Linked DNA regions of Mus musculus: all the other regions are linked to region 5. The links are chromatin contacts, called in public HiCAR-type, HiChIP or PLAC-seq and promoter capture Hi-C maps. All regions are on one chromosome and are shown on one strand. Each heading gives the region's core, a stretch centred on a gene start, on an enhancer-like site or on the middle of the called end of the contact. The rest is flanking DNA. Distances are from core to core; before and after follow the strand shown.

Region 1 (3,684 bases), core at 976-3,475, 710 kb after region 5:
AGCTGCCTTCTTAGCATTGATCATGATGATCATGAAACCAAAATACTGATCAACTTTGAAAATTTCAAAGATGCTCCAATATCAAGTATTCACTCAATATTCAATTCTCTGTGTAAAATAAATAAATAAGTACACCCACTTCATATGTGGGGTTTTTTTCATCTTTTTTTTTGTTTGTTTTTGTTTTTTGTTTTGTTTTGTTTTGTTTTTCGAGACAGGGTTTCTCTGTGTAGCCCTGGCTGTCCTGGAACTCACTTTATAGACCAGGCTGGCCTCAAACTCAGAAATCCGCCTGCCTCTGCCTCCCAAGTGCTGGGATTAAAGGCATGCGCCACCATGACCAGCTGGTTTTTTTCATTTTTAATATATTAAATTGTACATACACCAAAGAATTGTTTTAAAAGCAATTTCTTTATGAATGTGAAACGCTTGATATGTGAAACTATTTCATATACCTAAGGTAGCATACATATTTCTTAGGCAAAAAGGGGGGCTAAAGTGGAAAGGTACAGCAACCTTTCCCCCAGATGGATGTGAACAGCGAGCCAGTTAGCAGAGACACAGCTGGAAGGTGAATTCCTAGGGCTAGAGGACAACACTGTGTCTGACCAGGTTCTTTGTGCAGTGGACACAGCAAACCTTATTAGACACTTTCCAAATGTTGCAATTCAGCATTTCTCACTCCCAACACCAAACTGCCAGCCCTGAAACAGTACACAGGAGCAACACCGTACAGACTGAGCAGGGAGTATTTAGTATGTATGAATATGCATGCAACAATAAGAATAAAAAAGGACATATCTGAAAGAGAGCAAGGAGGGGGTGTGCGGAATAACCACTGGAGGGAGGAAAGGGAAAGAAAGAAATGCTGTGATTATATTATAAACTCAAAATTAAAGGAGAAGTGTTGGGAAGCAATACGTTTCTCTAAAAATTAGTAAGAAAAAAGCAAAAATGACTGTCAAGTATATGTAAATTTATTTTGAAAAATTATAACTTCTGTTTCAAAGCTTATACTGAAATTTTAATGGGTTCAAGAATGTCCAAAATTACTCACAGAAAGATGTTAACACACAAACATACCAGGGAGACAAGAAAGCTGCAGGTGTCTCACTCCAGCAGCAGCTGCCCGCACCATGGCCCTGGAGATAAAACCACAGCTTAATGAGAACTGTGGTGCCAGTCCCAGGAACCAGTGGGCACGACAGGAAACTGCATCCTCAGAAGCAGGTGAAATTTAAGGTAAACAGAGCTAAGCAGGGAATACAGGAGGGATGCCACAGAGACACACAAATTGGTTCTGAAACTCTGAGGATTTCCATAGCTGCATGCATCTCAGCAGAGCAGTCAGTGCACATCCAGTGGATATCAAAGAAGCAGAGGTACTTTCAAGGAGGAAAGCCCACCTTCAGAAGCAATGGGCTCTAATAAGCAAGGAGGCATTGATTGGGCTTTTATCTCTGTTGTAACACATGCCTGAAATAAGGTCCTATGATGTAACCACCTGGGCAAGAGTAATACTACCATGTCTAGGAGCTTGCAGAGGGCATTAGGCACAGACGCTGTATAAAACAAAGCCTTGACATGGCACAAGAGATAAGGTCTGTGTGCAAACGAGACAGCATCCCAGGCACAGCCTCTGGACAGAAGCAGGCCACCACAAGGAAACAGGATCTGCATTAAAACCAAGCTAGGGCACTAGGCCTTGGCCCTATATAAAGCTAAGCTTGGGAGCCAGGCACAGCCTCTGTATTCAAGCATATCATAGCACTGGTGCACACAGCAACTCTGTCATGTTGATACAGAGCCAGAGAGCCACAGGATAGCTAAGCTAGAAAATTCAACTGTCACTCAATAACCTGACCTCTCTATTTTAGCAATGAGGAAACTGAGGCTAGATGCAGGTAACCGACTCTTCCAAGTTCACAAGGTTCGTTATATTCCCGGCATCAGGAATAAAATAGAGACTCTTGCCTCAGAAAAGTCCACTGCTTTAAAAGAGAAAATACTAAGTTATGTCTTTAAGACCAATTTGATGCTTCTATTTTTTATATGAAACACAAGAGCTAAAAGCACTTAATGAGATAAAAAGATAATCAGGGCAAAATGAATAGAAGAGGCATACTTGAGGCGCCAACTGTATCCATGGAGTGTGCTGCGTGCTGTAAGGGATTAGAGTCAAAAGGCTTAGAGGAATTCAAAGGAGATTAGAGCCTTTGTGGGCTGAATAGCAGCTGCAGCCAGCTTGCTAAAGGGCTAACAATGCCCTGGCTGGGGACGTGGTGTGATCCCCAGCTGGAGGAGGAGGAGGCTTCCACGGCTGCTGCATAATGAGCGGATTCAGAGTCTAAGGGCTATTTTTAGAGACTCCAGCCACCTCAGCATCTGCTGCAGACCAGGCAGGTGAGTGAGATGAAATCCGGTCGAGGCAATCACCTGACACAGGCACAGCTCTTGCTGTACATTGAGTGCCCTGGCACCTGAGATTAAAAATACATTCTCCAGTGGCCTCCACAGTGCTTCAGAGATGTGGTCACATGCAGAATGCACAATAAGTATGAGGGACGCACAGACTGACGCTAGAGAGGGGACAGGGCTGTAGGTATCCCGGCATGACACCAGGTCTGTCCCTCTCCAGGAAGACGTAACAGGGCACAGACATCTCTCAAGTTTCTGTGCAGGTGACAGGTGCACAAGTTCCTGCTCACAGTGCAAAGACTGGTTGGGAAGTGAGTGTGACAGAGAAAGGGTACTGTCAGCAGTTCTACCCAGCAGCTCTGCTGCACTCGAGCACCACACGATTCACTGCAGGTGCCAGCAGAGCACTGTCCTAAGTGGTCAGGGAACAGCCATGGCCTTTTGCTCCATTCTTCACCTGAGACAAGTCACATACCAAGCCCTCAGTCTTAGGAGGACCCCAGTTCTCTCAGAGAAAAGAAGTAGCTAGACCTGTAAGCAATGCCTCTAGGACCACGGACTCTGCCCATTCCTACAGACTTGAGCACAGAGTACACATAAGTCTGTGCTCAAGTGGGACTGCAGGGCTCTGTCTCAAATCCAGCTCACAGAGGCTTAGTCCAACCTGCACTTACTTCCCTGATTCCTGAGTGTGTATCAAAAAAGATGGCCCAGTCAACAGCAAGGCCAATCCTTTCTCCCTGGCAGCATCCCATCTTTGGTATGCAGGAGAGCCAGTCATCTGAAGGGGGACAGGAAAGTCCCAAGAAGTTTAGCTTAGAAAAATGCCAGTCAAAGGCACCAGACACTCCATCATGGGTGGCACAGAGCAAGGCCCCCATAACTCATGAGCTGGCTGCTGCCTTCTTTCCCAGCCCCAGGGCAGAATCTGTTGGCCTGAGCACAAAGCCTTTAGAGAAAGATGCAAATAGCCAGGTTCTCCAGCAGGGTGTGCAGTCCAGGTGTGCCACAGCTACACAAAAGAAAGCAAGATTTAATATTGAGATTGATGCAGCCCTTAATTTTCACCAGAGCAGTTTGAAAGGGTCCTCAGAGCCACCTATTACCTAGCAGGGTCAGGTACACACACATGTCCTGCTACAGACTATATCAATCCTTGGGTTCTCCACAAAAGCTGGCCAGAGGCTGAGAGAGTGAGTACTAGTCAAGTCTGGCCTATTCTGTATGTCCATAAGTTAAGATTGGTCAAAAGGGCAGGAGAAAGAA
Region 2 (4,112 bases), core at 1,110-3,609, 850 kb after region 5:
GCACAGCCCTCCACCTCCTCTCTTGATGGATCATCCATTTTCACAGTGCCAGGTGGAAATTCCAGTTCTGCTAGAGTCCTGCTGGGTCCTCCACATTTGCAGGTGAAGTCCTTCTTCCTCACAGATGCCAAGACAACACTCACTCAGTGTGTGTGGCCACTCTGCCATCTTCCATGCAGCAAGTCTCACTAGACTCTCTGTGGTCAGCATGCTTCCCAGGCCCACAGACCAAGCTCAAGTTCATTGAGATGGACTGGAGTGGCAATCCTCTGGCCCCATTTAACTTTTCTGCTTCTCTCTGCCCCATTCTTCTACTGCAAAAGAAATCTAGATTCTAAATTAAAAAAAAAAAAAAACCATTCACTACTCTTAAAATTTACTGAATAATGTTGTGGCTCATGACTATAGTTCCAGCGATTCAGAATGCAGGAGAGAATTGTGAGTAGAGAGCTAGCCTGGACTACATAGCAAAAATCCATCTCAAAAAAAGAAAAAAATTCATACTCATACCCTTTCATGGCAAGGTCCCACATCTCAAGGTCCCACTCACAATTTGTGATTTATCACAATCCTACCTACTTTTTAAAAAAATTTTTTTAGATTTATTTATTTATTTATTTTATATGAGTACTGTAGCTGTCTCAGGCACACCAGAAGAGGGCATCAGATCCCATTATAGACGGTTGTGAGCCACCATGTGGTTGCTGGGAATTGAACTCAGGATCTCTGGAAGAGCAGTCAGTGCTCTTAACCGCTGAGCCATCTCTCCAGCCCCTACCTATTCTTTAAGGTCCAAAGCCAAGGACACGCACTTCACGACTGGATCTCCAAAGGCTGACAGAACTAATCTGAAACCCTACATGAAACTACTAGCAATGAATTTAGTGACATTTAACTTTGTTTTACAATGAAGTGCATATTTTATTATCATGGAACAACACACCAACACACAGGCATCAATATATTTTATGTGTCTGTATGAGTGCTTGTATGTCTGGGCACCACTCTAGTGTCTGGTGTCCACAAAGGCCAGGAGAGAACATGAGACCCCCTGGAACTGGCTGAATGCGCCCCTTCCTAATGTGGAAACTTCACCCACAGGATGACGTAAGAGGTGGGCCTCCTGGCTCCCGGTGGGGTCACAGCTGCTCCTGATTGAGATGAGTGGCTCTACTGCCCTGAGGAGCTGTTTAAGGTTTCATAGAAGTCAGCTATGAGGGGGCCTTCACCAGACACCCAAAGCACCTAATCGGGTTCCAGTCTCTACTGGGCAGCCAGTTCCTGTTGTTTACAGATCTGGTGTAGATACAAAGTCCTGAGTGTGACTCCTAATCTAAGGTATCCGTGATGATCGAAGGAAGGGACGAAGGCAGTATTCCAAAAGCTCTTTCACTCCAACGTTGTAGTCATAAGGGGCCTTTCTGTCACCCTGCTCTGTCCCCTTTCCCTAGCAACTTCTGCCGTGGGAGCAAAGACTAACTCAACAGGAATGCCAGAGGCCTTGCTGACCCCAACCCCACAACCCTGAAGCCATGCTTGCTGATCCAGGACAAAATTGCATCACCAAGTCCGTCCCATGCAAAGCCTTGATTTCATATGTGCACAACCCAGATTCTTCTCCAATCACCTATTTCCCCCGCTTCCTATCCCAAAAATATCCTCCTATTACTTGCAGACATGGATTTGAGCGTCGTTCCCACCTTAACGTGGCCACCCGACCTGTGGACGCTGCTTCAGCTGTGAGCACAGCATGTGGTGAGCAGGCCTTCATGGTTTTTAAGGGGCATGACTCTGCAAAGGACTCATCAAACGTTCCTCAGGCATGGCTCCAAGGCCAGTTGGTTTGCACTTCATTTTGACCATACCAATGCACACAGGCTAGATCCAGTTACCCCTCCACTAACCCCAGATTCTCTGCGGCTTTCCTGTGTTTGAACTGCGTTACCCGTGACACTACCATGTGACTGGCAGCTGGCCGTGCGTTTGCAAACACTAGCTGTGAACGCGCGCGAGTACCAAGAGGAAAGCAGGCGCCACCAGCCCAAAGCCTTCTCTGCAGTTATGGAAATCTCTGGAAACGGCGGCCTTGCTGAGCTTGCGCAGCACCCTAGCCCCCATCCCCACCCCCACCCGGCCCACCCCGTCACGGCGTGCGCGTGCGCAGGCGCGTGGTGCTCCGGCCTGCACTCGTACCTTCCAATAGAGCACTCCGAGCGTGCGCAGCTGCTCCAGGCTCACGGGGCGGTCGGGCTGTGCGCGGTGGGGCTTCCGCGGGTCGGCGGTGGACTCGTCCATATACCAGGCCTGCACCATGGTGGCGGCGGCGGCTTCCACTAACTGGCTGGAAGGGGCGTTGCTTGAAGGAGCCCCAACGGTGGTGGGCGGGGTGTAGGGCGGAGTTGTCGGGAGGGCGTGACCGCTCAGGTAGAATTCAGGACCAGGAAAGGCGTCTCACCCTCTGGAGAAGGTGGTGGCATATCCACAGCCTCCTCGGCAGTTATGTGTCTACCCTGTTTTCCTTGCAAATGCTATGATAAAATATTCTTACAAAGGCAGCTTTCAGGCAGAAAGGGTTTACTTGGCTCACAGTTCCAGGTTAAATTCCATCATTCGGGGCAGCAGAATTGTCAGAAGAGGAACTTGAAGCAGCTAGTTCATAGCCAAGAGCAGAGAGAAATGAATGCATGTGTGTTCACTAGTGCTCGGACCCTTTCTATACTTTCTTTTTAAATTAATGCAATCTAGATAGTCCCCCATAGACAGGCCACAGGCCAACCTGATCTAGACCGTTTCTCATTACTACTCACCTCCTAGGTGATTCTAGCTATGTTAACATGACTGTTAAAATAAACCCGTCATGGTGCTGAAAAGATGGCTCGAGCAGTTAAGGGCATCTGTTGCTCTTTCAGAGAACCCAGATGCAATTCCCTGCAGCCACTTGGTAGTTCACAACCACCCATAACTCCAGTTCTGGGGGATCTGCTGCGCTCTTCTGAATTCTGTGGCTATGTTCACACGTGTTGCATATCCAAGGCAAAACGCTTCTAAATAAACCTAAAATAAGTAAATGAAACTAACCTCCATGCTATCCGAAGGTGCAGCACAGATTAAAGATGGGTGTTTCTTCAAAATCTGATTAAGAAAGTCCCATGGGGGGGGGGGGGGCTGGAGAGATGGCTCAGTGGTTAAGAGCACTGACTGCTCTTCTGAAGGTCCTGAGTTCAATTCCCAGCAACCACATGATGGCTCACAACCATCCATAACGAGATCTGGCGCCCTCTTCTGGGGTGTCTGAAGACAGCTACAGTATACTTACATATAATAAGTAAATAAATCTTAAAAAAAAAAAGAAAGAAAGAAAGAAAAAAGAAAGTTCCATTGGTGGGACTTAGACCTCATAATATGATGCTAATTCGTTAACTGCAAACGGCAAGGGTGTTATAAAGAGTAAGAACAACAAATGGCTGTCATCTCAGGGTTGGGTAACAGGACCACACAAGATTTTAACAAATAGGGAGGTTTGTGGAATAGTGGCCCTTGGTGGGATAGCCATCTTTGATAGAAAAAAATTACCGTAGTTTAAAAGTATGACAACTGAGGACCAGATAGCTTTAAAGAATTTTTTGTGCTTGTCAGTGGTGGCGCACACCTTTAATCCCAGCACTTGGGAGCCAGAGGCAGGCAGATTTCTGAGTTTGAAGCCAGCCTGGTCTACAGAGTGAGTTCCAGGACAGCCAGAGCTACACAGAGAAACCCTGTCTCAAAAAACCAAAATTCAAAAACCAAAAAAAAAAAAAAAAGAAAAGAAAAAGTCCACAGCAAGTGCTAAGGCAGGGGTTTGAACTCAGGAAGCCTCACCTAAAATTCTGCTTAAAAAGCTGCTAAAATACAGAGCAAGAAGCAAAACCTTTGTTCAGCTGTAGAAATAAGAGTCTTGAGTCAGGAAGGCTGCCTGCCCCTTGCCTGCTTCTGGCTAGAGCAACACAGCGGGATCCCCGAGCACTGTGTGTTGGCTTCTGTCTTATGCAGAGATCAACTGGGATGAGAGAGGGCAGCAGGTTCATGCCAAGAGCATCATACTTTAGAAAAGTAAGTCGGTCAAGATGCCCCAA
Region 3 (4,309 bases), core at 130-2,629, 730 kb after region 5:
CGAAGAAACGTATCTCACGCAGGAGACAGTGGTTTTGACTGTTTAATGGCAGAGCTCCAGGTCGAAACGTATCTCACACAGGAGACAGAGGCTTGGAAGCTAGGGGTTTTTATAGAAAAGGGGCGGGGACTGGGGGAGGAATTGGTGCGGTTTCACATGATTGGTCCATTTAAATATCAGCAGGGAGGAATTGGCAGGATTTCATATGATTGGTTCATTTAAACATCAGCAGCCTGTTTAACATTTAACTCAGGTCAGAAGGGCAGGAGACAGGGAGGCGCCGGGCCAGTCCAGCAAGTCATTCTCTTTATCTTTATGGCCAAGCAGCCTCAGGAAACAATGGGCCTGCCCAGGCATGTCCTTGCCTGTTCTGCTACATTCTCAGCCCCAGGTTTCAAAGCTCACAAACAACTCTTTGGGCTATTTGACATAAATTACATGAATCACAGGTCTCAAGTTTTTATTTTCTTTCAACTCCTACACATATAATAATAATAAAATTTAGCCAAGCAGTGGTGGCACACACCTTTAATCCTAGTACCCAGGATGCAGAGGCAGGGAATCTCTGAGGACATCCTAGCCTACAGAGCTAGTTCTAAGATAGCCAAAGTTACATTTTAAAAAAAGTCAAATTCATAGAAAAGCCAAAAGTGGTTTTGAGAAGGTTAGACTGATTCCATGACAGACTTCAAATTGTCAGTTAAGGAGAACTGGACAAGCCCAGGCAAGTCAATTACTAACAGAAAAGAACCCCAGGCTCCAGCCTTCATGCCTGATAATGGCTCCGGAATGTCTAGAGATAGAGTAAGATAAAGCTCACCTACCCCAGAATTCCAATGTGCTTCTTAAATTGAGCCTGCAAGCTCACTTAGCTGTCCCTCTATCTTGGTCATGGGAGACCCCAGCATGCTGGACTTGGGCAGAATAAAACATTCTTTGCATTTACATACGATCTGAGCCCAAGGTATCATTCTTCAGAGAATCATGGACAGTTTTAAATGCCTGTCTTCATGTACACATTGTGTGAATGTTGTTAAGAGCTTCCAAGTACCTCCAGCTATCAGGGTCTACACTTCAGAAAGCTATAGGATATAGCCCAGAAGATGCAGGACACACACCACCAGAGCTGGCTTCCTATGAGGGCACTGCCTGAACAGACAGAAAACCAGGGGGTGGTCACACTGTGTTTAATGATGCTATAGTCTGTATCCAGGGGATGTCTTTTTTTATCTCAAGCACCTGGGCATTTTCCTGAGCAAACATAAAGGCAGTTCTCTGGAGGGTGGGGCATCTTTTAGTCAGAGACTCCAACAGTACATAAACCAGTGACTGCCAGACATTGTACCCAGGTTCATAAAGTTGTCCTAGAGTACCTCAGGGTTCTGGGCCTGTGGTGGTTTGAATAAGAATGGCCCCCTTAGGCTCCTACATTTGAATGCTTAGTAAACAGGGAGCAGAACTCTCTGAAAGGAGCTGTGGCTTTATTGGAAACAAGTCACTGGGAATGTCCTTTGAGGTTTCAAAGACCCATGCCAGGCCTTGGCTGGCTGGCTGGCTGGCTGGCATGTTTTCTCTCTCTCTCTCTCTCTCAATCTCTCTCTCTCTCTCTCCCTCCCTCCCTTCCTCTCTCTCTCTTTCTCTCTCTCTCTGCTTAAAGATCTTGAAGTAGCCATCTCAGCTCCTCCAGCACTTGCCTGCATGCTGCCATGCTTCCCACCATGATGATAATAAAATAACTCTCTGAAACTGTAAGCCAGCCCCCAATTGAATGCTTTCTATTATACAAATTGCCTTGGGGGAAACAAAATAGATTCTGTGGGTGGTCTGGGGGCAGGTGCAGATGGGAACAGGAGGAATCGGGTGGGGGAATGAGAAAGAGACAGGGAGAGGGAGAGAGCTGAAAGAGACAACTGAATTGGCAAACATTTGGGGGCAATGTAGAATCCTGGTACAGTAGTAATTCCCTGGAATCTACGAGAGTTACCCCAGTAAACTCTCCTAGTAATGGGGGATATGGAGCCCAAACTCTCCACCTTCTAGAACCAGGTAAGGCTCCCAGCAGTATGCCTGGGACATCAATTCAGCCACAAAACCTTTGACCTATGATCTGTTCTGCCTGTAAAATGTGCTGAAGTAATTAAGGATAGTGCAGAACTTGTGGGAATGGCCAAACAATGACTGGTCCAACTCAAGACCCATGCCACGACACTTGTCCATGCCTGACGACACTACCTAGATGGCCAGGAGTCAGAATCAGGACAACCCAGAGACCCAAGATAGAACCAAACATGACTGGCAAACAAACAAACAAACAAAATTATTCTTCATGATATTCTGCTATATTAATAGATTAGTGCCTAGCCTAATTGTCATCAGAAAGGTGTCATGATGTACCAGCATCATGAGATCAGATACAGAATCAAAAAGCCAAACACTAGGCAGAGCCAGGGGAACCCCATAGAAGAAGGGAAGGATTGTAGGAGTCATAGGGAGTAGAGAAAAACATGCCCACAGACTCAACTAAGCAGGGCTCATATAGGTTAACAAGGACCCTGTATGGGTCTGAGCTAGGTCCTCTGCATATACTTTATGGTTATGTAGTTTGGGTGTTTAGGGCAGTTTGAATATGCTTAGCCCAAGGAGTGGCATGAGTAGGAGGTGTGGCCTTGTTAGAATAGGTGTGGCATTGTTGGAACAAGTCGGTTACTTTGGGGTGGGCTTTAAGACCCTCCTCCTAGTTGCCTGGAAGAGAATAGTCTTCTCTTGACTGCCTTCAGATCAAGATATAGAACTCTCATGTCTGCCAGCACCATGCCTGTCTGGATGCTGCCATGCTTCCCACCATGGGGATCATGGACTAAACCTCAGAACCTGTAAGACAGCCCTCACTAAATGTTGTTCTTTATAATAAAAGTTACCCTGGTCATGGTGTCTCTTCACAGCAATCAAACCCAGACTAAAACACTGTCCTTGTGGGAGTTCAAATATGGGAGTAAGGGCTGTCTCAGACTGTTTTGTCTGCACTTAGGACCCCTTCTACCTGAGTAACCAAGCCCATGATATGAGGGTTTGTGCCCAGTCTTATTGTATCTTGTTATGCCCTGTTCAGTGGATATCCCTAGGAAAGCTCCGTCTGCCCCCAACAGAGTAGAAGTTGATTTGGGGGAGAGGGAAGGTGGGAGCAGGGATGGGGAGGAGTGAAGGGAGGGGAAACTGCAGTCAGGATGAACTATATGAGAGAAGAATGGCAGTTAAAAAAAGAATTGCCTTGGCCTTGGTCATGTATCTCTCTACAGCAACACAATAGTATCTAAGACAGTGCCAATCTCACATATAACACATCCAGCTCACAGTACAATTTGATGGCAACCTGCCAAGAACCAGCCTCAGCATGGAGAGGGTTTCTGAGAGAAGGGGTGTCTGGGAGCGGCGAAAAGAACAATTCGAAGTCAAATTGTGGATCCAAGCTGATGACCTGTGTTCTACTTGATACTTTTCTTGATATGTTCTGCTTTCTCTCTGGAGATCTCTCTGACTGTATTCTGCTTGCTTGCTATTCTAAGAGATCTCTCTGTCCATGTCATGCTTGTGTGTGTGTGTGTGTGTCTGTGTGTGTGTGTGTGTGTGTCTGTGTGTGTGTCTGTGTGTCTGTCTCTGTGTCTGTGTGTGCATGTCTCTGTGTCTGTCAGTTCTCCAAGCAGTTCCCTTTTCATCCTAAAAAGAAATCTCTGGATAGCTCATCTCCTGCAGAACACAGGTTCAATCTTTTATTTTACATATCATAGTCATTTAATCCAATTCTTAAGAAGTATATGTTTTTCTTCTTAACATTGTAAAACAATTCAGAGATATGTCTGCCTTTTTGAAGCACAAACAATAAGCTAGCTGGATGAGACCCTGATCTGAAACTACCATTTCTACCACACCTGGGCCTAACCTCCTCGATCTGTCCTAGGTTGACCTGGATCTCAGGAATCTGCCAGCCTTTGTATCTTTCTGACAAGCTGTCTCATAGTATAGCTGTCTTTGTTCCTTTAGACTCATGAAGCCCATCATAATTCATACTGTATCCTTATATTTTGCATAGTTGAGAAATTACATATTTTCAAACTCATGTATCTAGAACTCTTTCTCACAGCCTTAAGGGCTATCTTGAAGGTCCCAACGTTTACTATTTTGCTGAGTGAGACATTAGCCACACCTTCATCTCCTGGACTCATGCTGTCAGATTATCATAGCATCATTAACATTAACAGAGAGGACATTCCTCAAATGAATGTGAAAATATGTACATTATTACACAAACAAG
Region 4 (3,805 bases), core at 192-2,691, 750 kb after region 5:
AATGCTGTCCACTCTAGGTGGGGCCACAGAGCCATTTAGACAGGCCTTTAGCATCACTACTTTCGGTCCACATACATCAAGAGACTTGGAAATGAGCTAGAGATAGGGAATTCATTTCTTTATGCTATGTTTATCACTAACTATTGATTAAAACAGGCAGCATTGAAATTTTAAAGAGAATAAAATTTAGGCTATTCATACCCAAAAGGAGGCCTCATCCAATTAACATAATGACTGTTTGCCAAGATCACAACCACAGGGACCTGGGGGAGTTGACGTGGGGTGGATATCTCATCTCTCACCACAACAAGTGGTGTCAATGAATCAATATATACAAACTCCAAACCAAAAGAAGTCTACGAAAAGTACCATCCAATGTCCATGCAGGGACACACTTAACTCTCCATCCCCTCAGTTCCTCCCAGGGCAGTCATCTTCAGCACACAGCTCTTCCAGAGAAGGCAGCTCAACCAATGTGACATTTGCTTATCCCAGAAAGACTAAGACTCATTAGATAAGGAAATGAAATTCATGCTAATTCAGTCAGGAATAAGCTGCACATTAAGAGTTGCTCAAAGTCTTCATCACCTAGTGATGTCACCACACAACACATAACTCATGTGAGTACTGGTGTTTCATGCCACATACAACGACACACTCCAGTGAAAATTAACTGTTTCTGGTTTATGTATTTACCACACTAATTTTTCATCTTCTTACCAAAGAAACACACATAGTGTTAAACAGACTACCGTGTCAGTGGGCAGCAGCGTTTTGATTGCACCACATCTTGGGCTAGATTTAGCCTTAAGTTTTTCTGTATTTGGCGCTAACAGAAGCAGGCTCTATGTCGTCCTCATGCCCTGTAGCCTGATGCCTGTGAGGCCACACCACCTAGGGTATGTAAGCACTCTCTGTGATGCTATGACGAGATCACCCGGCCACACAGTTCTCAGAATGTGCCTGCGCTGTTGAGTAACATGCTGCATTTAGGTTTAAACTTAAATATAACATGCTTCCTTTCAGAGCATACTGTAGTGTGAAAACTAGGATGGAATTGCAGACAAGGTCTGGCAGTGCTGAGACACTCACATTCAACATCTGAGGAAGGCAGGGGTTCTAAAAAGAAGCTGCCACCAACAGACTAATAGGGAGGGTGCCTGGGAGCCCCAGCACGGGAAGAGCCCCAAGGGTCTCCAGAGTGACAGGTCCTCAGCAGTAAGCTCTTGATTCTTCTCTCTTTTTCAAAGAACTCTTTCTTGGCCCAAGATCATGAGAAAAGCTAGCCCTGCCGTTTCCAAGTATATATTACCTTAAAACAAAGTTGTTATTCAGTCTTAATATCTGCTCAGCAAGCACGAAGGGAAGTAAGCAACGACAGAAGCCAGCACGCTTCAGAGATATGCAGCAGGGCCCCACGTGCAGCCAGGCATCCTCTGCTCCCACATTTAATTAGCATCCCCTCGACAGTGATCCTCATGGACTCTAATTGTTCTCCCTACCTCTCCCGGGTGCCATTCTCAAAGGACTCTTGATCATTTCATCTCAGAATTCTGGTTTTATAGAGAGAAGCCTTAAGATACTCTCTACCCAGGAAACCCTTCTTCTCTTAGCTCATTTTCACCAAGCAATCATTTAAATTGAAAAACATAATTCTTTTCTAACGTGGCACAGAGATAAAGGGGAAATGGTGGCTTTTAACAGGAGGTTGTACCTTGACCCGTGGATGTGGCCATTACTGTAATCAGAGCACTCAGGGTACTGGGACCAGCAGGGTATTGTGGATCACCTGCCTCAGCAACTCCAGGCTACAGATAAACTGAGCCAGAGAGACTCAAGCAGGAGAGCCCCTGGGATGTCCCTCCATGCTCCTCTGAAGAAGCTACATGCTCAACAGCAGGAGACACAGATGCAACAAGCATGGCTTAACTTCCCTCCCCAGCACTGCAGGAGGCCGCATTTCATGGATCCACGCATAAAGCTCAAGTGATAGCAGTTGCTCTGAAAAAACCATTTCACAGCCTCTAACCCACAGAGTGGGCAGTTACCTTTACCTCATGAGAAGACACAGCATTCAAATCACACCATTGCTGCTGGTCACATCTGTCTGTCCCTCTGGACCACATGCTCTGGAACCCTGTATTGGGGCTGTGTGTCCTCTCTCTGTCCTAGACACTACAGCTACACCTTCCTCACAGACCTGTCACAGGGCTCAATAATCCTTTCATTGCTTAAAATCAATACGGTTGACACTAGAAAAAGATATACCAGATCTACCCTATGGATCTGGCCCCTACGCTACAGCTGCCCTAAGAGTTCTGTGCTGCCTTTTAGAAGCTCCTGCTGACATTGCAGAAAGGCTTCATGAATAAGGTGTGCACATGGAGATCTAGAGGGTGAAGGCATACCACATTCCAGGTTCTGGCCAGACCACCTACCATATTCTAGCCATCCCAAGTACTAACGGCCCCTAGTACTGAGGAACCATCTATGAATTCCTGTGGTTTAGGAGTCAGGAATTAAATTCTCTACAGATCTGTGCCAACCCCATGAATGTACCCTGGCCACAAGAAGGGAGATGGCAGGAGTCAATCCAAGTCTGAGACACGTCTTGCATGCAAAGTCTGAGAGTCAGAGCACACTTCTACAAGGGTCAGAAGAGAAGGTTTCAGGAATGGCATGTGGCCATTCAGAGCAGCAGTAAAGATTGAGGCCACCAGAACACATAATGTGGGGACCCTGTGATGGGCCACAAGCAAGGACACAGTGTCAGGACAATGGTGCCCTCTACTGACTGTGAGATCACTGCTACATGGGTATCAGCAAGGATAGTATCAGCAAAAGCAGAACACACCACACACACTCACACACAGACGCTTATGTCAATGTATGGGTGCACATGTGTAAAAGAACACCATAAAACACATACTACACACAGTACACACATGGACAGTATGAACACACACAATACATGCTAAGTCGGAAAAATAAAAATGCTTTTAAAGCAGGATAGTTGGGTCTGGAGATATGGCTCAGCATGCCATAAGAGAGAGCACTTGCTGCTCTTCCAAAAGACTGGAGTTCAATTCCCACCTACCTTGGTAGCTCATAAGTGCATGTAACTCCAGTTCCAGAGGCTCTGGTGTCCTCTTCTGGTTTCTAAGGACACCCACACACATATGGCAGATATTCAGAGACACATGTACACATAAAGATAAACTAAATCTTAAATACATAAAACAGCAAAGTCTTTTCACTGGCATGTGTGCTTTCCTTCTCCTGTGAACTGTATGAAAACCTTGTGATGGACACGGACCTTGTGATGGACACAGACCTTGTGATGGACATGAACCTTGTGATGGACACGGACCTTGTGATGGACACAGACCTTGTGATGGACATGGACCTTGTGATGGACATGGACCTTGTGATGGACATGGACCTTGTGATGGACATGGACCTTGTGATGAGCACGGACCTTGTGGTGAACACGGACCTTGTGATGGACATGGACCTGTGATGAACATGAACCTTGTGATGGACATGGATCTTGTGATGGACCTTGTGATGAACATGGGCCTTGTGATGGGCATGAGCCTTGTGATGGACATGGACCTTGTGATGGACATGGACCTTGTGATGAGCACGGACCTTGTGATGAACATGGGCCTTGTGATGGGCATGAGCCTTGTGATGGACATGGACCTTGTGATGGACATGAACCTTGTGATGGACATGGACCTTGTGATGAACATGGACCTGTGATGAACATGAACCTTATGATGGACATGGACCTTGTGATGGA
Region 5 (4,091 bases), core at 421-2,920:
GTATCAACATACAAACACCCCTGCAGTGGTCTACCATAAACAAATATTACAATAAATAAAATGTAATAGTGAAGCATAACTTTAAGGAGAGTTTCAACCAAATGACTTACTATACTACACTGAAGCAATTCAATCATTTATGCTCCTTTGGGTCAATTGAGGAAGGAAAGACAATAAAGTTCTTTGAGGCGGATGCATGCTGCACACTTGTATTTAAAATGCACCATTAGTACTTTGGGTTCATAGTTTGGGGTAGACTAAAAGTTAATCTTATAATATTGTTTTCAAAAGGAATTTTGAATAAAATACTTCCATTTTTAGAGTAAACATGTCTATCTACATGTAAAATATACCTGACTTTCTCACTTCAAAAGCTGCATCTCTTTTATAAAGTTAAACAATTAGAAAGACTCTCTCATGCTTGTGAAAGTGTTATGGGAGCTTTTGTTTGTGGTGTTAGCAAAAAGTATAAACACTTGAACAAAAGAGTTGTTAAACAAATCACTTTATCCCAATTAAATTAACAACATCATGATTGATAGCATATATAGTTTCAAGATATAAGAAATTTGTCGTGATTAAATTAACGCTCTGGTCAAACTCTACTGTATATTTTGTATATTTCACACTCAGGTGAATATTTATATTATTTATTATTTATTCAGATCTACCTGGAAAGTAGAGTGTGAAGACTCAACTTTTTGCTTATGAGGTGATTTTTAAAAAACCATATTCTGCTAGAACTTAGGTGCTGTTTTGTTTTTATGAACTTCAAACATTGAGGTTATTGTTTAAAATCTTTATTTGAGTTTATCAGTTTTATAAACATCAACAAACTTTCTTTCTATAATTAGACCAAGACAACAGTGCCTCAGGAGTAGCTAACATTCCCACAGCCCTTGCTTAAAATCCCTCCTTGTTTGTAAAGTGAAGTTAGCCACTCTCAGGAAGTTACTTCAGCCCAAATCACCGACCTCCAGACATGCAGTAAGTTTTTCGGTTTTCTCATTTTTTTTTATTTCTTTTTATAAACAAAAATCATTGTTCAGGCATGCAATCTATTACCCATTTTTGCTCTAAAGACCAGCTTCTGAGGACTGAAGACCTGTACCTCAGGAACCTCTCAGCCACCAGCCACGCTATAAAAATAACTTTAAAAAGGAACGAACAATAGGTCTGCAGCAGAAGCCATGAGCTACAGCAAAAACAGATCCTGACCCCTGAGTCCAAAGAATTAACCTAACGAGCATCACGTACCTCACACCATGACCACACCGCTCACAAGTGACGGCAAGTTCAATTTTGGTAACTGTGCTGGCTCAAAACACACAGAAAGAAAGAGAAAACCCTTTCCCCCACAAGTGGGAGGCCGAGGAGGACCACGCATAGCACCGAGAGGCAGGGAAGGTTGCTTTTGTCTTCAGCAGCATTGATTTCATAACCCACAGTCCAGGGAATCAAAAAATTGAAATACACCCACCAACAATGGGTGAGAAACCAGGAGGCCTCCAAGAAGACTGCAGGGAGAAGCTTTCTCGCTCTGTTTTGTGTGCAGTAGCTTAGGGGGAAAATGTCGCGCGGGCAGGAATGACACATGCAGCAGGAGAGGCTAGCGGGCCTAAGAGATCTGCTTTACCTCCACAGCCAGCCCCTAATGCACGCAGCTCCACTCATCCTCTCCTAGGCTTTTTTTTTTTTCCACTTTTTTTTTTCACGAGCTCCAAATCCCCGGCATATGACCTTCTGTTAAATAGATAAAAAAAAAATTGCTTATCAGTCATGCAAATGAGGCTGAATTCATTTTCCACAACAGATGGCCTCATAGATAATGATGATGGAAGAGAGAAAATTGAATGTCTCTCACAAGGTGGCCATGGCAACCGAGAGCAGAATAATATCAATAATAAGCTCACTGCATAATAAGGTTGTCAGTCCTACAAATCAAAGTCTGCAGCTAAATCAGGTATACCACCCCAGCTAGTTACCAGGTATGTATGTGTATGTGTGTGTGTGTGTGTGTGTGTGTGTGTGTGTGTGTGTGTGTGTGTGTGTGTGTGTGTGTGTGTGCATCTATGTATACGCTGACCATGAGAATAACCAGCAGTCCAAGCCACTTAATGTCCAGGGGTGGGGTTGGGGGGGGGCGTAGTTGCTAGATAATGAAATGACGATCCTACAATTTGACAGTTTTTTCTTTTCTTTTCTCTTTCTTTCATTATATTTTCTGCAGTAGCAGATACGGTTTCATGAAGGACCGGCTAACTAGCCATATTGAACTGTGGAGTGAGCCTGTGGGTGAGCTCCCCTCCCGCTAGCCTCCTCCTCACTCTCCCCTCTGTGTGCCCTGCTGCATCCTGCCTAGATGCAAGAGCAGCTCACCCGCCGCCGGAGGCTTCCACCTTGGCTCCCAGGGGGACATCCTGCAAAATGAATCAGCAGCCATCCTGAGCAGGCTGATTAAAATGAAAATGGCAAGGCACATGTCTGGGCGGAACTGGAGCTCGGCTTTGTTGCCTGTCTGACAAGCACGCTCAATATAGCTCTTGCTAATAATGGCTTACTGCCTTTCGGTTTTTAAAAAGGTATCACCCTTTCCTCTTAACCGACTGCTACTCGCGTGTGTGTGTGTGTGTGTGCACGCGCGCGCGCGCGAGCGCGCGTGTGCTTCACATGTGTGTGCCACGGGGGTTGTGGGGGGACGGATTGCTCGATTCTAATTTTCCACTGCTCACATGCAGACAGCCCGCCTGACAACGCTGTTATTTTAAAACTGAACTTAGTTGTCTTTCTTCTGAGGAAAGTGATGGTTAAGTCTTGGATGTGATGTGGAGGTTGACAAAAACAGGGATTTCTAGCCCAAGCCTTAGCCACAGAGCTGGGGGGAGGGGGTCATCTAATGCTTGCCTCTTTGGCTCACAGCCCAAAGCTAGAAGCAGCCCAGGTGAAGCCTGCTCCTGCTTGAAGCTTTTCTACCAGACTGTCTCCATTCTCCGGATCTCATGCAGCATACAGTCTGAACATGGGAAAATAGAAGCCACTGAATGCTGCAGTTGGACAAAGTTTATTGCAAATAAATCTCATTTCTTTTCAAAAATTCCCAGGTGTAACTTGAAAATCCCTTTTTTATAAACCATATTTTTAAATATCTATATCAAAAATTTCAGGTTTTCTTTTTTAAGACATTGGGACATTAAATCATTTCATCTCTCTTCCTCAAAGAACACAAAACAAAACAACAACAAAAACCTCCATACACAAAACAAAAACAGCTTGATTTTTTTAAAAACTCATTTATACTGTGCATTTCCTATCCATTCTACTGCAAGTTAAGGGACCATTCAGTGACATTCTCTCAACTGCTCTCTTGGTAACAGATAAATGATTCTGAGGGAGAGCTACCAGCACTGCTCTTTCTTTATCTTCTCCTGTAATCCCTGCCTCTCTCTGAGCTGTGGCTCTCCTCCTGCTTGGTAGTCATCTTGCGGCACTGTGACTCAGAAATCAATAGAGCTGCCCTGGTGGGGACTCCACTCCACAAGGAGCAAGCTGCTGAGGCTCTGGCTCTCTCTCTCTCTCTCTCTCTCTCTCTCTCTCTCTCTCTCTCTCTCTCTCTCTCTCTCTCTCTCTCTCTTCCTCCTCGTTCCCCTCCTCCCTCCATCTCTCCTCCCCACCCCCAGAACTAATGACGTATGTGCAGCCTTTTCAGCTGATTGGGTACCATATCGGATGTTCTCTGAAGCAAAGAATAGGAATCATTCGGTCAATAGAAAAAAAAATGGGAGCACGAATTCTCCTATGTCCTCAACCCTGGTCCCAGGAGTCCCACACAGGCATCCATCTGGGCGGTAGGTAGACCATCCACAGGTTGTGTGGTCACTCCAGGGTGACGTTAGAACTGAAATTCGAGTAGAATGAAAATGTGTCTCCCTTTCTATGAAAGACAAAGCATCCCTTTACAAAACACAAACAGGAAAAAAAAATCCCCAGGATGCTTTACACATCCAGGTGACATGGGTCGTGGGAGGACGGTACCACCTCAGGGTTCAAATGTGTACCAAGACCACAGTGTTTCTAAGGGAGCCTTTGAAAAT
Region 6 (4,022 bases), core at 605-3,104, 890 kb after region 5:
CTGTCCTGGAACTCACTACCAGGCTGGCTTCGAACTCTGAAATCTGCCTGCCTCTGCCTCCCAAGTGCTGGGACTAAAGGTGTGCGCCATCATGCCCAGCTCTATCATCCCTTTCAAAGGCTTTCCTAACTCCCTAAAGTGTACATCTGTCCTCCTTACACTTTCGCACATTTTTTTGTTATGCAAGCCATAACAAAATATTGTATATTTATTTTTTAAAAAAATTTATTTATTTAATATACGTAAATACACTGTAGTTGTTTTTAGACACACCAGAAGAGGGCATCTGATCTCATTGCGGATGGTTGTGAGCCACCATGTGGTTGCTGGGATTTGAACTCAGGACCTTCAGAAGAGCAGTCATCGCTCTCTGACCCACTGAGCCATCCCTCCAGTCCTGTATATTTCATCATGTATTTACATAATGTCTTTACCAAACTGTGTTTTCCGTGATGACAAGGATTCACTTGGTTTTAGTAACCAGCTTCTAGGCTAAAACAGGCTATTCAACTACATGTGAATCAGGTGTGCTTGTATTGCCTGTCTAGAGCAGAGCCTCACAGGGCACATGAAGTTAGGGTGACAGTCAGCAGTGGTGGGCATTTCTTCAGTAAACATTGCTTTGATGAGTTTGTTGTTTCCCATCCTCAGATCTTTCTGACTTACTGTTCCTAATCTGTCTGTCTGTCTCTTTTTTTCTGACAATGCCCTGACTAAAGGAAATTGCTCCACTATAGAGAGTGCTCTCCCAGGGCTGTCTTCATTCTTTTTTTTTTTTTTTTTCTCCCTTTTGGTTTTTCCAGACAAGGTTTCTCTATGTAGCCCTGGCTGTCCTGTAGACCAGGCTGGCCTCAAACTCAGAGATCTGTCTGCCTCTGCCTCTCCCTCTCGAGTGTTGAGATTAAAGGTTCATTCTGTTTTAGTGTTTCTCACTGACCTGGCTTCCTTGCTCTCCCCACCTTTTAGGGCTTAACTGTCCCTGTTTTGCAGGTAGCCCAGGCAGGCAGAAGCCTGGCCTTCTACAGCTAACCCCACCGTCAGCTTCCGTTATTGGTACTCTCTGAAAATGGATTTTTTTTTTTTTTTTTTTTTTTTGAGACAGGGTCTCTATTGCAGCTCTGGCACTCGCAGACCAAGCCTGCCTTCACAGTGATCCCCGCCTCTGAATCCTGAGAAAAGGCATGAGCCACCATATTTAGCATTCTCGGCAGATGTTCAACAGGGCAGCTTCATACTTGTGAAGACAGGGGTTCCTGGACATGTTCTAGAATCGTCTGCTGTACCAAGCAATATACGTAAAAACCAGGAATTAATGACTATTAATTAACACTACCTCACTAATTTGATTCCCTATAGGAAGAGCTGAACACAAGTCTGATTCCCGCCCCAACCCCGTACCTCATTTTTTGATACATGGTTTGTATACGTAGCCCTGTCTGTCCCAGAACTCTCTTTGTAGACCAGGCTGGCCCCAAACTCAAGAGATCCGCCTGCCTCTGCCTCCCGAGTGCTGGGATTACAGGCGTGCGCCACCACCATGCTGATTCCCTTTCATTGTGTTAGCAGGAAACGCGGAGAAAGCTGGGGACTAATGAAACATTTGAAACGTCCCATCTTCGTGGGGAAGGAAGCTGCTTTCTTTCTTTTTCCTAGGGCCGTCCGGCCGCCACCACTCTGCCCAGGTCTCCAACTAGGGGAGCGGAGAATTTTCACCAACGGAGCCGAACGCTGACGACTACCGGGAACAAGCGAAACCGGCACGCTCATCCTCCCGCATTAGTTCCCAGTAGGGAACTATTTTCCGGTACACTCTAGGCGGTCCAACTCTTTTCAGAAGAGCTTCCGGTTTCCACCCACCTACTTCCGCTGTCCCCACCTCTTTTCTTCCGCCACCCGGATATGAGCCGTTCTCGCGAGAGCCGTCCCTCTTTCTAAGCCGGCGATCCGTCAGGTAGGTTCGCGGGCCGCAATGTGGCCGCGGTTTTTCGCAGAGTTTGGGGGAACAGACTCTTGGGGGGCGTCCGGGGCGGCAGAGCCTGCTCCCCGGGGTGGGATGCAGCGGATTATCCGCCTTGCGCCCGTAGATGGCCCCGGCTTTGGCGGCCCGCGCCCCAGGTGACCGGTGGCACCTTCCTCCCCTCAGGGTGAAGCCATGTTCAGCTCGAGCGCCAAGATCGTGAAGCCCAATGGCGAGAAGCCGGACGAGTTCGAGTCTGGCATCTCTCAGGTGAGCTTGTCGCCCGGGTGCCCCCCGCGATCGCGCTTGACCTCAGGGTCCCCTGACCCCCGGCATGGCGCCCACGTTCTCTGTCTCCCCAGGCGCTGCTCGAGCTGGAGATGAACTCCGATCTCAAGGCGCAGCTGCGGGAACTCAACATCACCGCAGCCAAGGTGAGCGGGGACCCCGGAGTGCGCTCGCTCGCTGCCCACGGGTGGTTGACAGCCTCTATTCCCGGGGCAAGAGACGGGAGGGCAGCAGACAGGGACTTCCAGTGCAGGCCAGTCTCACGCTTAAGTCCGTGCTGCCTTCTGCACTTGATTGCTGGACTTTTTTTTTTTTTTTTTTCTTTCCCCACTGACATTAACCTTAACTTTTTGGAAGTGTTTAGACCCAGTACCACTCGGTTGAGGATCAGTGGGTGTTTCTGAGTTTGGCGTTTGACAGGTGTTTCGTTTTTGTAAGTTAGTATTTTGCTTCTGTTAATGTACATGCACCTTGCGTGTTCCTGAAACTTGAATTACAAATGCTTGTGAGTGCTGGGAACTGAACCTGGGTCCTGTGCCCTGAACTACCACTGCTCAGCCACCCAGGGAGAGTGTTAATTTTATTGAGTTTTTTGGTCAATTTCATAGTGTTGGAAAGTTTTGAATTTGGAGAAGAGCCTTACATCAGAGATACCCAGGCCATGGTGAATTTAAAGTTGACCTTTCTAGATGGTTCAATCATGTTGGGAGATCCTGAGGTGGCACATGGCCAGAGTCATGGTCTGATCAGACTCACCAGACAGAATCTCTTCTAACCTAGGCTGGTCTCCCGACTTGGATTGTAGTTGAGGCTAGCCTTGAACTCCGTCCTCCTGCCTCTACCTCTCCAGTGCTAGGATGATGGACATATGGACATAGCTCTCTGCTGGCCTTTTGGTGTCTCTTGTAGAGTCACCGGGATTGTGCGATGGAGGCTCCACCTTAGAACCTCAATATGAGCGTCATGGTTTAACTTGCGAACCCCTAGGCTATGTCCAAACCACAGGAGAATGTTTGAGGGGGGAGTTGTTTGCTGGTTGTGGCAGAGCATATTAATCTTAGCACTTGGGACTACAAGGACTACAAGGACTCTGCCTCAGAAGGGGGCGGGTCCTTGATTCAGGTGGTATTTGGCTGTGAGTGGTGCCATTTGAATGAGGAAGATGGAGGTTAAGGACTGAAAAATGACACAGACATTTTTTCCTCCCAGGAAATCGAAGTTGGTGGTGGTCGGAAAGCTATCATAATTTTTGTACCAGTTCCTCAGCTTAAATCTTTCCAGAAAATCCAAGTCCGGCTAGTTCGTGAATTGGAGAAAAAGTTCAGTGGCAAGCACGTGGTCTTCATTGCTCAGGTATCCATCTGCTCAGTTGCCCCTCTTCAATTCCTGGGGCTTAAGTTCTGTTGGTGAGGATGCTGTCAGCCCTGTTGGTGGAAAGCTCAGCCTAGGGTGTTGGGGTGAGAGTGGGAAGTCTGCTGGTCTGGGAGTAGCAGGCTGGAGGGGCTGGTATGGGACAGTGCTTGAGTTCAGGATTGGCTTTGGTGCAGTGTGCAGGGTGAATGAAGTAGGGCTGATGGGAAAGAGGAATGCTGCTGGCAATTTGTGCTGAGTGGTGGGCTGTTGTGAAGGTGGCGACATGGGTATTTTTGTACTTAAAGTAGTTGAGATTTGTTGGCTTTATTATTAGCTCATTGTTTTGTGTTTATTTTTATTATAATTCACTTTAAAGAGGAGGATTCTGCCCAAGCCAACCCGGAAAAGCCGTACGAAAAATAAG
Region 7 (4,224 bases), core at 1,067-3,566, 680 kb after region 5:
GGCCTCTTTAAGCCTTTTGCTTTCATCTGCCAAGTCAGAGGGCCAACAAACCCATAGCCATGAGGCCCATGTCTCAGTTTAAATGTACCCAAACAAGCCGGGCTTGGAGCATGCCTTTAATCCCAGCACTTGGGAGGCAGAGGCAGGCGGATTTCTGAGTTCGAGGCCAGCCTGGTCTACAGAGTGAGTTCCAGGACAGCCAGGGCTACACAGAGAAACCCTGTCTTGAAAAACAAACAAATAAACAAAAAATGTACCCAAACACGGGTGAGAAGTGACTGCCCACTGCAAAGCCGCCAACTGCCTCTCCAAAGCTGCCAGGAACCATTTCTGACATCAACTGGCCTAGGCCTGGCACATGGCTGGCAAAGTCCAACCTTAGCCCTAGGTCACAAGAAACACATGGAGAGCAATGCCTGCCATCTTCACTGTGAAGCCAACCACTACTCATTCTGCCTGCTTGCTTTCTTCCTCCCATTCTCTCTGGAACTGGCTAAGGAAAGACTCATACACAGCATTCATCTACATGGGTGTGGATGTCCAAGTCTCCAAACGTAAGGCTGGAAGGGAAGACACCCAAGGAGGAATCTACTAATAGAAGGCACCGTAGGCACTCTTTCCTCGACTCTTTCTGTTCTGTAAAGCAAAACTGTAGCTGCTGTAAGACATATAAGGCAAGAGGCTGGCCAGAGGGGCCTTGGCCTTGGGATATTCCCAGGCTTTCTTTAAGCCTTGCTTGTCTCAGATGTAAAGCCAGAGATATCACAGCAGTAAATACCAACAGAAAAGACCCAGAAATGCCGTGTAGAAGCCTGTATACCCCTATCAAATGTGCACATAAGTCAGGAAACTTTGACAGTAGCCACTCCAGTTCCATCTCAGGAGAAAAGCTCTGAATGGAAACAGGAGCTCTCATACTCACCTGCATGTTAGGAGGCCCCATTATCCCTCTGGGTAGAGTCCAAGATGTGAGACCTTAAATAAATATAGCCTCAAATGGCTCACAGACCTCAATATAGAAACCCAGGCACCTAGGAAGGTCAGGATGAGAAAGCCTTCAGAATCCAGGGTTCCTCGGGTTCTCAGGCTTGAACTCCAAGAGGAACAGCACTGGGTACAAGTATCGACAGGGATATAAGACGACATGGGGACCTTACACGCATTGACAACGCAAGAGAATCTGAGCTGAACACCACACATCAGGTCTCAATTCTGTGATATTCTGGAAAAAAACAAAGCTGAGGATATAGGGACAAGGCAAGAAGAACACAAAGAGAACAGAGAGAACAAGCTGAGCACTGGGCCTTGAGGGCAGTGGAGACCCTGCAGGAGTCCCACCACTGTGCATCTGTCTAGACCACAGGGTCCAACTCAAAGGCAAGCCTTGTGCACTGTGGAATTTGGGGATGCGATGCAACATGCATGGCCAACACCAGGAAGTGCTGCCTGGGTTGCTGCTGAGGGAGCTGGGATATCACCTATCTTGTCTCTGCGGTTCTGGAGATGAAATTCAGGGCCTGCTAGCAGGTGCTCTACCAGAGTTAGAGCTCTGCCCTTTTAACTTATTATTTTGAAACACAGTCTTACTAAGTTGTCCTTTCTGACCCTATACACTCTCTATAATCAAGAAAGCCTTAAAATTACAATTCTCCTGCCTAAGCACCCTGATTAGCTAGATTATAGGCCTGTGCCACAGAAAGTCTTTTTTTTTTTTCTTTTTTAAATGAAAATTTCTTGAGGGAGAAGGTACAGGGTGGTGGGATAGCAGGGTGTTAGGAAGAGAAATAACAAAAATAATTTTTTTCAAAAATGTAATAAATGCTAAACACTAATATGTATGCTAATTAAAAATGAGTTGGGTGCATAGGGAGGTGGGGGAGAACCTAGGATTGGGGGAGGGGATAAATATGATTAAATATGTATAAAATTCTCAGTGAATAAATAAAAACATTAAAAAAGAAATCAAGAAGAATATCAAACATGTGCTTTGTACAATCCCGTACTAAAAAGATGAACAGACAGGCAGGTGGCACGCCAGGATAAATACTTCCGAACTACATCCAGCTCTGGGAAAGGGAAGCTAACCGTGAAAGAAACGATTCCTGTGAACACTGATGGTGAACTTCAGGCCGGACTGCATCTCTAAACCATGCTTCGCTCCTTCACAGGCACAACCGTGTGTAAGAGCCATCACTCTGAGGAAGTCCTGTGTGGACACAGCGGAGGCGGCACCAGGCTCTCTGCTTTCCACATGACAGAACCACTGATGTCCACAGAGCTGAAGGCAGCAGGACGTGGAGCTGAGCGAGCAGATGGAAGCAGGGAGGCCGCCCAACCCTTCATCGGGGTCCACATACCCCACAGACCCTCACACTCCAGGCCTCCCCAGGGTTCAGCTAATGATTATAAATGGCAAAGGATCTCCAATTTAATTGCAGAAGGTAATGATGCAGTGAGCATAAGATTAAATTTACCACAGAAGGCAATATCCTCAAACAATAGAAGAAGAGACGCCAGTATGGGGAGGCTGCAATCGATGGGAAGGTTTCTGTATTAAATACCGTCGCACTGGGTCACAAAGGGGTATTGACAGAACTGCTGACAGCAGATAAAAAAGGGGGAGAGAAAACTAAATTGGTCTCTGCAGAAAATAAGTTACAGATTAATCACCCCGACATGAAATGCTTTAGCGATGACTTGGGGTGTGAAGATGTGTTTACCATCTGACCACAGCTCAGGACATCAAAGGGCAAGTGGAGCCTTCTCAACTCCAGAGTGTGGTCCTTGGGCCTCTGCTGGGCACACCCCCTCTAGTGCTTGGGGAGGCTGAGCTAGGTCTTCCCCAGGGTCACAGCAAAGCCTGCTGGGGAGGAGTATCCTTCCTTCTGAAAATTGTGACAGCTGACACACAGCTAAAGAAGGAATTAGCGTGCTGGCCGACTGCAGCCCAGCGCCCAGCATGTCTCCTAAGGGCTGTGAGTGTGTTCCCAGTGTTGTCCACAGCTAGTCTGGGCACTGGCTCTCCTGGCTGACCTTTTACTGTGAACACCCCTGTGGGTTTGGGGTCGTCACACAGAATGAGGTGCTTTGTCTTCTGAACATGATTTGTTTCTCTTAAATACTATCCGTGCTCTAGGAAAACGGGCCAAGTCAAACTTCAGACAGCGGGGCCGGAGTTTTTAAGCACTGAAATGTCACATAGTATTCTAAGTGTAGCCTCTGCCTCATGTCACAACGATGCACCATCAGCCACGTTTTCTCTTTAACCTAGGGGCATTGGTGAAAGTGGAAGGCACCAAGACAGCAGAGAGCTCTGTTAAGTGTCATGGGAACAAACAAGCATAAGGCATGGCCACCTGAGGAACCCACATGCTGTGAAGGTGACCATGTGGCCCCTAGGGACATGACATCATAATGTTTCATTGCAGGGCTCCAGAGTTTTCTTCTTTTTTGTTTTGTTTGTTTTTCGAGACAGGGTTTCTCTGTGTAGTCCTGGCTGTCCTAGAACTCACTCTGCAGACCAGGCTGGCCTCGAACTCAGAAATCCCCCTGCCTCAGCCTCAAGTGTTGGGATTAAAGGCGTGCGCCACCACGCCCGGCTTCAGAGTATTCTTCTTTCTTCTTTGACAACACATGCTATCAAATTATGAATGCCTGTGATACACATCTTAGGAAAGAAAGACTTAAGGAACCAACCATGAAGAAAACCACACAATACTTAACTCTACAGAATACTCAAAATGAGTATCTGGCAAGATAGCCAGCAATGTGGAATTAAGCTGACATAAGTGTCCCTCCTCAGAGTGTGATTTTCTTTTAAGAGAACACTCTGGAACCTGAAGCCATCCTCAGTGAGCCTCAGTATCACTCATGGTGCTTAACTTATACCCACAAGGCCTAGCATTCAGTTCTCGGCTTGATGCCTCTGTACCTGCATCATTCCCTATGTGATGATTTTGAAATTACCAATGTGAGCATCAGGAAGTGTATTCTGCATCCAGCCAAAAGCTGCAATTCCAAAGACAACCGGTGAGAGTTTCTCCCTTCTTACTCACCACAGCCTGGCTCGAGCTGGGCTGGAGGTCCCACAGCAGGATGTGGCTATCGGCCAGGGAAATGACCTTCTTCCCATCCCCCATCGGTTCCCACACGACACTAAAGAAAAACAAATGACAATGTTAATGTGACCAATGGGGACTGCCAAGACTATAGCCCACAGCTTTT

Evidence for each region. Promoter capture Hi-C pulls out the DNA fragments that hold promoters and counts their contacts. HiCAR-type assays count read pairs that join an accessible place to other places. HiChIP or PLAC-seq counts read pairs in DNA pulled down with a chosen protein or histone mark.
Region 1: an H3K4me3 HiChIP or PLAC-seq map of embryonic forebrain shows a contact between it and region 5, with 5 times the contacts expected there. The contact joins the enhancer-like site here to the promoter of Myt1l in region 5. A contact is called at or near these places in 5 of 39 promoter capture datasets (the 3T3-L1 cell line, the C10 cell line, cranial neural crest and 2 more) and 7 of 115 datasets of contacts at active chromatin or transcription factors (VIP interneurons, embryonic basal ganglia, embryonic forebrain and 4 more).
Region 2: a contact with region 5 is called in an H3K4me3 HiChIP or PLAC-seq map of forebrain, with 7 times the contacts expected there. The contact joins the promoter of Adi1 here to the promoter of Myt1l in region 5. A contact is called at or near these places in 3 of 39 promoter capture datasets (hippocampal neurons, liver and stem cell-derived epiblast-like cells) and 7 of 115 datasets of contacts at active chromatin or transcription factors (embryonic basal ganglia, embryonic forebrain, embryonic hindbrain and 4 more).
Region 3: a promoter capture Hi-C map of embryonic stem cells shows a contact between it and region 5, with 2.8 times the contacts expected there. The contact joins the enhancer-like site here to the promoter of Myt1l in region 5. A contact is called at or near these places in 5 of 39 promoter capture datasets (the C10 cell line, cranial neural crest, embryonic stem cells and 2 more), 3 of 484 Hi-C or Micro-C datasets (cerebral cortex and cortical neurons) and 7 of 115 datasets of contacts at active chromatin or transcription factors (VIP interneurons, differentiating embryonic stem cells, embryonic basal ganglia and 4 more).
Region 4: a contact with region 5 is called in an H3K4me3 HiChIP or PLAC-seq map of embryonic forebrain, with 9 times the contacts expected there. The contact joins the enhancer-like site here to the promoter of Myt1l in region 5. A contact is called at or near these places in 4 of 39 promoter capture datasets (cranial neural crest, frontonasal cranial neural crest, hippocampal neurons and 1 more), 4 of 484 Hi-C or Micro-C datasets (cerebral cortex and cortical neurons) and 9 of 115 datasets of contacts at active chromatin or transcription factors (SST interneurons, VIP interneurons, differentiating embryonic stem cells and 6 more).
Region 6: a HiCAR-type map of astrocytes shows a contact between it and region 5, with 4 times the contacts expected there. The contact joins the promoter of Rps7 here to the promoter of Myt1l in region 5. A contact is called at or near these places in 8 of 39 promoter capture datasets (cranial neural crest, embryonic stem cells, hippocampal neurons and 2 more), 8 of 115 datasets of contacts at active chromatin or transcription factors (astrocytes, embryonic basal ganglia, embryonic forebrain and 5 more) and 1 of 9 other capture datasets (embryonic stem cells).
Region 7: a promoter capture Hi-C map of hippocampal neurons shows a contact between it and region 5, with 6 times the contacts expected there. The contact joins the enhancer-like site here to the promoter of Myt1l in region 5. A contact is called at or near these places in 4 of 39 promoter capture datasets (the C10 cell line, cranial neural crest, hippocampal neurons and 1 more), 1 of 484 Hi-C or Micro-C datasets (nephron progenitors) and 8 of 115 datasets of contacts at active chromatin or transcription factors (SST interneurons, embryonic basal ganglia, embryonic forebrain and 5 more).

Annotation. Positions count from the first base shown.
Region 1 is chr12:28,816,137-28,819,820 of GRCm38.p6, reverse strand. All of the region lies in intron 3 of Eipr1 (EARP complex and GARP complex interacting protein 1), which reads right to left. Among named protein-coding and RNA genes, the nearest start is that of Gm46345, 51 kb to the right of the region's middle. Within about 2 kb of position 2,225, at least 117 of the 459 cell types and tissues checked have an H3K27ac peak or open chromatin away from gene starts, as enhancers often do. A contact at or near this core is called in VIP interneurons, embryonic basal ganglia, embryonic forebrain and 2 more, where this site is marked.
Region 2 is chr12:28,673,454-28,677,565 of GRCm38.p6, reverse strand. It overlaps Adi1 (acireductone dioxygenase 1), which reads right to left and starts at 2,359. Exons shown (of 4, transcript NM_134052.2): 1 at 2,194-2,359. The coding sequence starts at 2,313.
Region 3 is chr12:28,794,306-28,798,614 of GRCm38.p6, reverse strand. The region is part of intron 3 of Eipr1 (EARP complex and GARP complex interacting protein 1); the gene reads right to left. Among named protein-coding and RNA genes, the nearest start is that of Gm46345, 30 kb to the right of the region's middle. Within about 2 kb of position 1,379, at least 18 of the 459 cell types and tissues checked have an H3K27ac peak or open chromatin away from gene starts, as enhancers often do. A contact at or near this core is called in embryonic stem cells, where this site is marked.
Region 4 is chr12:28,772,992-28,776,796 of GRCm38.p6, reverse strand. All of the region lies in intron 3 of Eipr1 (EARP complex and GARP complex interacting protein 1), which reads right to left. Gm46345 reads right to left here. Exons shown (of 2, transcript XM_017315316.2): 1 at 3,652-3,805; 2 at 1-3,561. The coding sequence ends at 3,033. Among named protein-coding and RNA genes, the nearest start is that of Gm46345, 8.0 kb to the right of the region's middle. Within about 2 kb of position 1,441, at least 14 of the 459 cell types and tissues checked have an H3K27ac peak or open chromatin away from gene starts, as enhancers often do. A contact at or near this core is called in cerebral cortex, cortical neurons and embryonic forebrain, where this site is marked.
Region 5 is chr12:29,525,963-29,530,053 of GRCm38.p6, reverse strand. It overlaps Myt1l (myelin transcription factor 1-like), which reads right to left and starts at 1,670. Exons shown (of 25, transcript NM_001093775.1): 1 at 1,258-1,670. Gm20208 (a long non-coding RNA gene) reads left to right here. Exons shown (of 4, transcript XR_381405.4): 2 at 1,814-1,988; 3 at 2,231-2,582; 4 at 2,920-3,096.
Region 6 is chr12:28,633,785-28,637,806 of GRCm38.p6, reverse strand. It overlaps Rps7 (ribosomal protein S7), which reads left to right and starts at 1,854. Exons shown (of 7, transcript NM_011300.3): 1 at 1,854-1,951; 2 at 2,144-2,227; 3 at 2,320-2,391; 4 at 3,455-3,598; 5 at 3,975-4,022. The coding sequence starts at 2,153.
Region 7 is chr12:28,847,488-28,851,711 of GRCm38.p6, reverse strand. Eipr1 (EARP complex and GARP complex interacting protein 1) reads right to left here. Exons shown (of 9, transcript NM_201357.3): 5 at 4,056-4,155. Among named protein-coding and RNA genes, the nearest start is that of Gm31508, 61 kb to the left of the region's middle. Within about 2 kb of position 2,316, at least 8 of the 459 cell types and tissues checked have an H3K27ac peak or open chromatin away from gene starts, as enhancers often do.